Regions from separate parts of the Macaca mulatta genome. Here region 1 is linked to region 2. A link is a contact called in public Hi-C data. All regions are on one chromosome and are shown on one strand. The core of a region is the stretch at or near the end of the contact, and the rest is flanking DNA. Distances in the headings are between cores, read along the strand shown.

Region 1 (4,179 bases), core at 303-2,802, 810 kb after region 2:
CAACTAACCAGCTGTGTGGGCTGTGGCCTGTAATTCAACCTCTCTGAGCTTCGATTTCCCCATGTGTAAAATATTCATACAACTGTTGTAAGCTGCAGATGATTTACTGTATGCAAATAGCCTAGACCAATTAAATGGGGGCTGTTGTGATTAAAATAATTATTAGTGTTTCCCCCCACGGATCCTATAAATCACATTCAATCCACTATGCCATAATTTAAATGTGTAAAAACTGTGCATCAGACTTTTATTGGATTAAACAACAAAGTATGGGAACTGGGCAAAAATGACATAGAGCTATCCAAGAGTCTCTGCTGTCGCTGGTTGAGAAGGATGCCAAGATCAAGGAGTTGATTCAGGTAACTAAGGGAATCTGAGGAAACATCGTTGCTTAACTGTAAAAACTAAATCAAACTACTTCATCCTCCTCAGAAGACCACAGCAAACATCCATCTTGCTCCTCTGTAGCCTGGATGGGGCAGACCCAGGTGTTAGGAGACGCACCTGGTCCGCTTCCGCCCACTAGGCCCTGGGCACCTCGGGGCTAGGGACAGAGGTTTGGAGCAACTCACCCCGGAGACTCCGTTGATACTGCCCCAGAATCTCCTCCAGGGTAGAGTTCTCCGGGGACTTCGCCATGCACACACTCTAGGCCCAGAGCTGGGAGTTACGTGGGGAAATGTCCAGCTTTCTCCCTTCCGAAAACAGCAGGCCTGTGGCCGCGGAGCGCCGGCCTGCTTCCTGCCGCGGCTGTCACAGGGGAGCCTAGAATCCCGCACGAAGCTCGTGGGGGCTCTTCCCACCCACTGGCCCTCGCGTTGGACCTCGGGAGTTGTAGTCCTCATGTTCAGCGCCTCCAAGCTCGACAATCTTTAGAGCCTTCCAGCTACACTACAATTCCCAGAGACCACTGCGCACCAAGCGCTAGCTCGGACGGTTGGGCTGCCAGAGCCTGTTGCCAAGAGACAGGCTTGCAGGCCCCGCCCTTTTCCTCCAGCCCAGCCTGGTTTAGTCCCGCCTCCATCCCGCTCTTCTGCCGCCTGGACCACCCCAAATGACAGAAAGGGTTCACTGAAGGCCTTGACGCTTCGAATTTGCTAATATGCAGCAGTTGATCCCTAGGTTACTCAAGGACGCAGAGAGGAACCTCTGAACCCTGCTTCGGTTGCGGTATTTTTTTTAACGGTCGAATAAATCCTCAAGAAATAGAAGCTCTAAATCCTCCAAACAGCCTAAATTGTAAAGGCGGCCGACACTACAACTCCTAGCATGCCCAGTAACCGGACCTCCACTTGGAGTTGGCGCTCTGCCCGCTGGGAACTGTAGTCCTTGTTGGTTGCGGTCCCACCTAACTCCGAGGTCCTCTTCATTGTTCTAGCTGGTCTTTCGGGGCACGCCTGCGCAGTGGGCAAGCTGGAAAAACGTGTGGGTGAGACCCTCGCACAACCCCTTTTCATTGTCTGTGTCTGGCGCCTGCGCAGTAAGGAATCGTTGGAACTGGGCAGGAGGAGGGGATAGGGTCCGGCTCCTCGCCCTTTCCCGAGGCGCCTGCGCACTAGGCAGCCGCTCTTTGCCGTTACCGCTATGTGTGGGGCGTGTGTGGAATAACGTTATTGCCCAGCGGAGCTGAGGGCCCCGGAGCTCGACCGCAGCGGCAGCGACGACAACAGCGGCGGCGACGACGACGAGGTGGGGGGAGGACGGCGTGCGAGAGACTCACGGGACGCGACGCGCCCCGCCTCCCCCGTCCGGTCCCTCTCGCCACTGTGAGGGGTAAGTGATGCGATCGGCTGCTCGGTGTAGGCGCCGCAGCCGCCGCCGCGGCTGCTTTTCCACGTCCTGCTCCTCGGGTTTGCAGCGAGGACTCGGGCGCGGCCCGCCGCGGGGCGGGGGTGCGGGGCTGCGGGGCTGGACCGCGAAGGGGGCGCTTCCCGGATGCTCCGCGCGGCGCCGCCACCCCCACCCTCTGCCCGCCCAGGACCGGGGTCTGGACGGGACCACCCTTCCCATCCCCCACCCGCCGCCCTCGGGAGCTCCAGTCCTGCGGCCCCCCGGCTTTCCCGAGTCCCTTGCCGCCGCCTCCGCGTCCCCTAAGTGCATTGACTCATTTTCAGCTTTCTCCTGGCTTTGTGCAGCCCTCCCCCTTCCGCCGTAGCAGTTTGCGAGGGGTGCGGGCGGAGCATTGGAGGGAATGGCTGCGCTGTCGCTGGGGAAGGGATTTTTCCCCGATTGGAGCAGTTCCGCGGGCCGATCCCTTTTGTGTGGTTGGTTTTGAGGTGTGAGGCCGTTGGCGAGGTCAGGCGAGGAGCCTTTTGGACGCGTTGGGAGGGCGTGGAAGACGCGCTGTCATGCACCCTGCCAGGCGACTGCACCCCGCGGAGGCTCTGGCTCCGTAGTAAACCCGGGGGAGGAGAGAGTGGCTTCCTGTCGGCTTCATTGTCCTAGGATTCAAATATAGGGTTTTGGTACGTTTCGCTTCCATTTTATGCAAGCGATGAAAAAATAACATTTGCAGCTGCCTAACACAGGGCGGGAAGACGTGGGATTTGTCTACTAAGTCACAGAATCTCTGTTCAGTGGCGTTTCGTAGAGTTTTATTTATTTATTTAATTTATTTTTGAGGAATGTAAGGGAGACAGGGACTATGCCTGCTGGAGTCCAAGCACTGCCAAGGTGATCAATATAAAATTACTAGGTGACATTGGAGCCTGGGCTGGAGAGGGCCTGACAACGAAGCTGTTGTGTCAGGGAAATGAACCAGCAGAATTGTTTTTTCAATGGGCGGGTAATGCATTTATGTTCCTGAGGGAATAGATACATCTTTCCGTTTTATTTTTTAAGCAAGTAGAACAAACAAAACAACTGGCCCAGGTCATTTCTGTTTCCGAAGTTGTTACCTCATTTTTATTGTATTAATGAAAATTTAGCCATTTGGGAGGAATTTGGCGAAGCAGATGATACATTTGATTGAAAATGCATCTTTTAAAACGATTTCATCCTCAAGTTTACAATGGATACAGCCGTTTGCTGGCGTTGCTTCTTAAAACACACCAGAAGAGAGGATAACGCAGGATGGGGAGGAGCAGGTGGAGGAATAATGGGAGAGGAGAGAGTGACATTTTGACTATAGTATCTGGATCTTCACTGGTATAACCCTAGCTGGGTATGCTTCAGAGACTTAGGAATTCAGCTCTGGAAACAGTACACTGATGAATAGCAAGTTACGTATTTTTCTGTCATTATTTTTTAAAAAGTAAAACTAGGGCTGCCTTTAGCTCTTCCTAACTTTGTAGGTAACACGGAAGAGCCCAAGTGCACTTGACAGAGGAAGACACTAAAACTCAGAAAGTTAACTGACTTGTCTGCCCAAGCCAGACTGTTAATGGAAGGCAGAGCCAAATGAAACTCAAGGTCCATTCTGCAGAGTGATCTTTCCTGTGTCCCCCCAGCCCTTTTACCCTGTGAAAATGTATGGAAAGCTTCTTTACGCTCTCCTTGAGCAGGCTGTGACTATCACTGAACTTGATTCTCACCGTTATTAATCAAGTTCTTGCCTCTGCGATGTAAAAGTAGTAATTCTTCTGAAATGGACCTTTAGTTGTATAAAGTAACTTACTAAATGAGGAAAGATGTCCTAACATGTGCTTTTCATAAAAACGAAGTGTTGCAGTGTTTTCCCTACTACTTAATGGTAGGTTTTAGTATTATTTCTTGAAAATCAATAGTATTTTATAATAATATGATGATCAACTCTATAGGCTGTGTTAAAAATAAAATTTCTGCATAACAAGAGCCTGTGATGTTTATTTTACCACAGTTAATGAGTTGTAATCATTAATGAGTTATTAGTGATTACTTTCAACTTAAACTAGAATTTACATTTTAAGATATATTGACTTTGTTTTTTATTGGGTTGATTTTGCCATAAAGTGCTCTTTTCTTGCCTTATAATTTTAATCGTTTAATTTTATGTTGCATTTTAATAGACTTCTTTAAAGGATTTATTATTTATCTTAAATTTCAACTTTAAAAAATGTGTAACTAAATTTCAGTGTGTGGAATTATATTCAATCATGCTTTAAATGTATTTTACTGGTAAATTTCATTGTGTTCTGAGATTATTTTGTATGGAAATAATCTGCCTGTTCCCTATTTTAACATTAGAATAGTGAAATTTAT
Region 2 (4,172 bases), core at 476-2,975:
CTGTACTTTTAGAATATTAGGAACCAGAGGGCTTTATTTAACTCTGAAAATTCTCATCTAAACTTTGATCCATTGCAAGGCAAAATGAATTTCCTATTAAAATTAATTCTAACTTTTAAAAATAAAAGCATATAAGGCTTAAATAAAACTCAAAAGCTTTACAGGTTCAACTTTTTTTTTTTTAAAGCCTTTTTAGAAAAAGAGAAACTTTTCCCCCCCCCCCCCGGTTCTGCCTTACCTCAGCCAACAGAAAATACTTTGTTTCAATCTAATTTGATATAGTTTTGTTTTCCCACTAGCTTCTATTCTTGCAAATATTCATCATTGCCCTGGTTTTCTGATGAGGGAGAGTGAAATGGACGGAGGGGAGAGGCAAAGATGTACAAAGGGTCAGAATTCAACTGCAGTGGGTAAACTCCTGAAAAAGAAAGACCCGACTTCCCCTTTCCTGTGACCAGAAGCAAGGCTCCACACCACCCATCTCAGCAAGTGCATTTTGGGAATAGATACACTTAATTTAATATTCAGAAATTACTTCCCTCCTTCTTCTTCTTCTACACTTTGCCCAAGACAGACTAAAACTTTATCCTAACCCCAAATACATTCTGCAAGATGCCACTGCTAGAATAAACTAAGATTTACAATACAATCACTTTAAGTGCCCCACAGCTAACATCAATCCTAATCCTTGAGAAGGCTAAAAATAAAGATTGGAGGGCAGCTCACAAGGTAGCCGTGATCAAATTAGGAGGCTGAGAGGACAGAGAGGGACGAAGAAGGAAGCTTATAAACATCTGATCCAGCTGACTGTGGCCATATGGCAGCTGCTGCCCAGATAAAGAGATTAAGAATAGAGGAGTGCGATTACAGCTGTCTGGCCAATTCAGGCAGCTCAAATCTACAAGTTCTAAATTAGTCGCTAACACAAAAACTCCTGCAAATAATTATTGTTATGCTGAAATAAAAGATCTCTTAAATATATATTTGAAAGAGAAGTGAGGAAACCAGTCAAACTATTCTCCTGGGGACAAAAGTTTTTTTTTTCTTCTTCTTAAAAACCTTCAGTTTCAAAAGCACTACAGCTGTATGTTTCAGCAGTGCTGTTCAATGTTTTGAAGAATAAAGTTTCACAGTGGAATTAATTACACAACAATCTAGCTTCTTAACTAGAATAATCTTCTCATATAAGTTTGAATGCTGGATTCCAGACAGTTTAGTATTTCCCCACCACCACCATCCCAGTCAAATCTAAATAGCAGTGAACAACAAAAAAGCATTTTAATCCAACGTGATTTCCAAAAGCAGTATTTTAAAGCCTTTCTTAACATTTCAAAACTTGACATATTTCTGTGTATTAAAGTTATTTACTCGCTCAAGTAAAAGGGATAAAAAATTAAAACTAAACAAGCTCAAGACTTTCAACTCCAGTAAGATGTTCATTTAATACTCAATTTCATATATTATTCCTAAACTGGGTTAGAAAAGTAATGTGATTTTTAAAATTAAATAAACAAAACACCAAAACAGAAATATGCTCAATCTAATCTCTTGCTACTCCTACCTTTAGGACACATAAACCTGATTAAGTCCTTTCCTCTGAGTCCTGCTGGCTCCAGGTCTGTTACATCGGTGGAAAAAAAGCAGACTAAGAGAGACAGATGCAAAGTGGAGATGATGTTAGAGAGGAATGAGATACCTTCTCCACCACAGATCCGCACACACTAACTCCCTGTCTGTGTGTTAGAATAAAAGGCTGAGGGATGGCAGGCTGTCAGCTGCTCTGACATCATGTTCAGATGGAAATGCTACCTCCAGCTGTGCTCCTTTTAATGCCATATGCTACTCCTCTACACTCCTGCCACCAGCTTTTTCTTAGGAGAACTTTTCTCTTCTGTTAGTATAAACAAAATACTTCAAAGTCTTCCTTTTTTTCCAAACTTTCTAACAGAAGAAATTGAAAAACTCAGCATATGGAGTTCTACTGTATTTATGGAATAGCAACACTTCTGTCTTAAGTTGGTGGACTGGCTTACATACTGACAGCACACTCAAGCCACGGTGCTATTCAGGAAATCCAGATTCACTTTTATTTAACTCCAACGTTTAGTTTCTAAGGCAGTTTAGGGATATTTTTAAACCAACCCATTTGACATCTCCAGTCCCATTTCAACATTATTACCGCACTTTTTTTTTCTGCTGAGACAATGGTATACATGTCTCAAACGTTGGCAGACTTCTTCAGAACCATTACTTCGGACTGGTTCACCTTATTATTTCACTCTTATTTAATGACTTATCTACAACTACCTTCTCAGAAAAATTTCCTACACTGCCACAGTCAATGCAAATTTCAATTCTCAGTACCAACAAGCTGAAACTGCACTTTCTGAAATCCTGGAAAGTACTTCAGTTCAACGAGACCAATTAATAAACTGATACAACCTGCTACAGTCACTTAAAATGAATGCTGCACCTGCATATCTGATCTTTCTGCTCAGAAAAAGCAGAACCTTGCCTTCCCCTTGATCTGTGTCCCTTAACAATCTTTTTTGTGTGTGTGGGGGGTGTCACTCTGTCATGTTTAATGATCACAAGAAAATCTTTGTGTGGGGGGAAGCCAGGTCTAGTAAGTTTGAGAACTTTTCAGCCAGAGTTTGTGGGTCTTTTCTAAAAGCTGATGAAACTGTAACGCGACCCGGGCTGGGCTGACCGGTGCCGGGCAGGGTGCTGCGACATCTCTGAATGTCAAATACATCTCCTCAGACTCTTGGGAGGGCGAGGGGTAGAAAAGGAACTGGGGCCTGAGGCGTCAGCGTCCCAGCCCTGGTGATAACCACTTCGTTCCCATTAGAAAGCCGTGGCGGAGAGTTAAATAGTAACAAAACCCGACGACTCTCCTGTCCTTCTCGCTTTCCCAAAGTCACAAACCTAACTTTCTCCAACTTCGCGGTGAGTGACATAATTATGAACGCTTAGTCCAGGAGACATCCTTGGGCGATCAATTTCTTTCCAGCCACACCACCTATTCTCCATAAATGCCCTCGCCCCATTCCAGTATATCAGACATTAATCACCCCATTTACCCAGTGGGGTGGGGGGTGAGTGACAGTTTAATGAGTCCCAAGCACCGCAATGGGCCAGCGACTCCCACTCCACAAATCAACCCCTTCACGTCTCGCTACCGCGGATCCATAGAGATTTTGTGAGGTTGGGGTTTTGTTTTTCAGAGAGGTGGGGGCGGGGATGCCGAGTGGGGAAGCAATGCAAATCTTTACGTAGTTCACCGTGCATAAAACACACGGGGAAAGAGGAAGGTTAAAGCCACAGGGAAGGAGGTGGAGGGCGTAGAGCCGGTGCAGCAGGAAAACACCTTCAATAACAGAGGAGAAAACAGAGCCGGGTCACGGCAACAAAAGAAAAGTCGTAAGAAGCAGCCAGCCGGAGGAGGGTGGTTGCTACCGCTTCCCCGACGCCACGACGCGCGAGCCCCCGGGGCCTCCGGGCAACTGCACCAGCCCGGGAGGGCCCCCTCCCCTGCCGGCCCCCTCCCCCGGGCGCCACTGCAGCTGCACCGGTCCCCGGAGCCGCGGCCGTCCCGGGCGCCACTGCAGCTGCGGCGGATCCCAAGCCCCCTCCCCCAGCCCGCCGCCCTCCGCACCCGAGAGGCGCCACCGCAGCTGCACCGGCCGGGAGCCCGCCCCGCGCCGCAGCTGCACCGGCCCGCGGGGGCGCGGCGCGGAGCCGGGAGCCCGCACCCCGCCCGACCCCGCAGCTGCAGCGGCCCGTCCCCGCGGCCGGGCCTCCCGCAGCTGCGCCGCCCCCCGCCGCCCCAACAGCTCCAACCACACAAACTAACTCCACTCGCGGGGGCGCCCCCGGCCCGGCCCGCCCTCCGCCCGCGCCGCCCAGCCGGCCGGGGCCGCACAGCTGGCGCCCCCCGCCCGCCGGGGTGCCGGGGCGCGGAGGGGGCGCCGGGTCAGGGGCCAGGGGCCGGCGCCGGGACTCACACGGAGCGGCCCTAAGTCACCGCGTCCCCGCCGCCGCCGCGTCCTCCGCCTCCTCCTCCTCCTCCTCCCGGCCGCCGCCGCCGCCGCCGCCGCCGCCGGACTTGGTGGGCTTCCTCCGGCTCTTGCCCCCCTCCCTCCCGGCCCCCCCGCCCCCCAATCCCGGCT

Evidence for each region. A called contact is a pair of places that touch in the nucleus more often than the background predicts.
Region 1: a Hi-C map of liver shows a contact between it and region 2, with 3 times the contacts expected there. The contact joins the promoter of CEP170 here to the promoter of ZBTB18 in region 2. A contact is called at or near these places in 2 of 14 Hi-C or Micro-C datasets (fetal cortical plate and liver).

What each region holds. Positions count from the first base shown.
Region 1 is chr1:5,892,635-5,896,813 of T2T-MMU8v2.0, forward strand. CEP170 (centrosomal protein 170) reads left to right here and starts at 1,553. Exons shown (of 19, transcript XM_077998206.1): 1 at 1,553-1,773. SDCCAG8 (SHH signaling and ciliogenesis regulator SDCCAG8) reads right to left here and starts at 772. Exons shown (of 20, transcript XR_013415968.1): 1 at 573-772.
Region 2 is chr1:5,080,204-5,084,375 of T2T-MMU8v2.0, forward strand. ZBTB18 (zinc finger and BTB domain containing 18) reads right to left here and starts at 1,726. Exons shown (of 2, transcript NM_001257892.1): 1 at 1,562-1,726. The coding sequence starts at 1,574.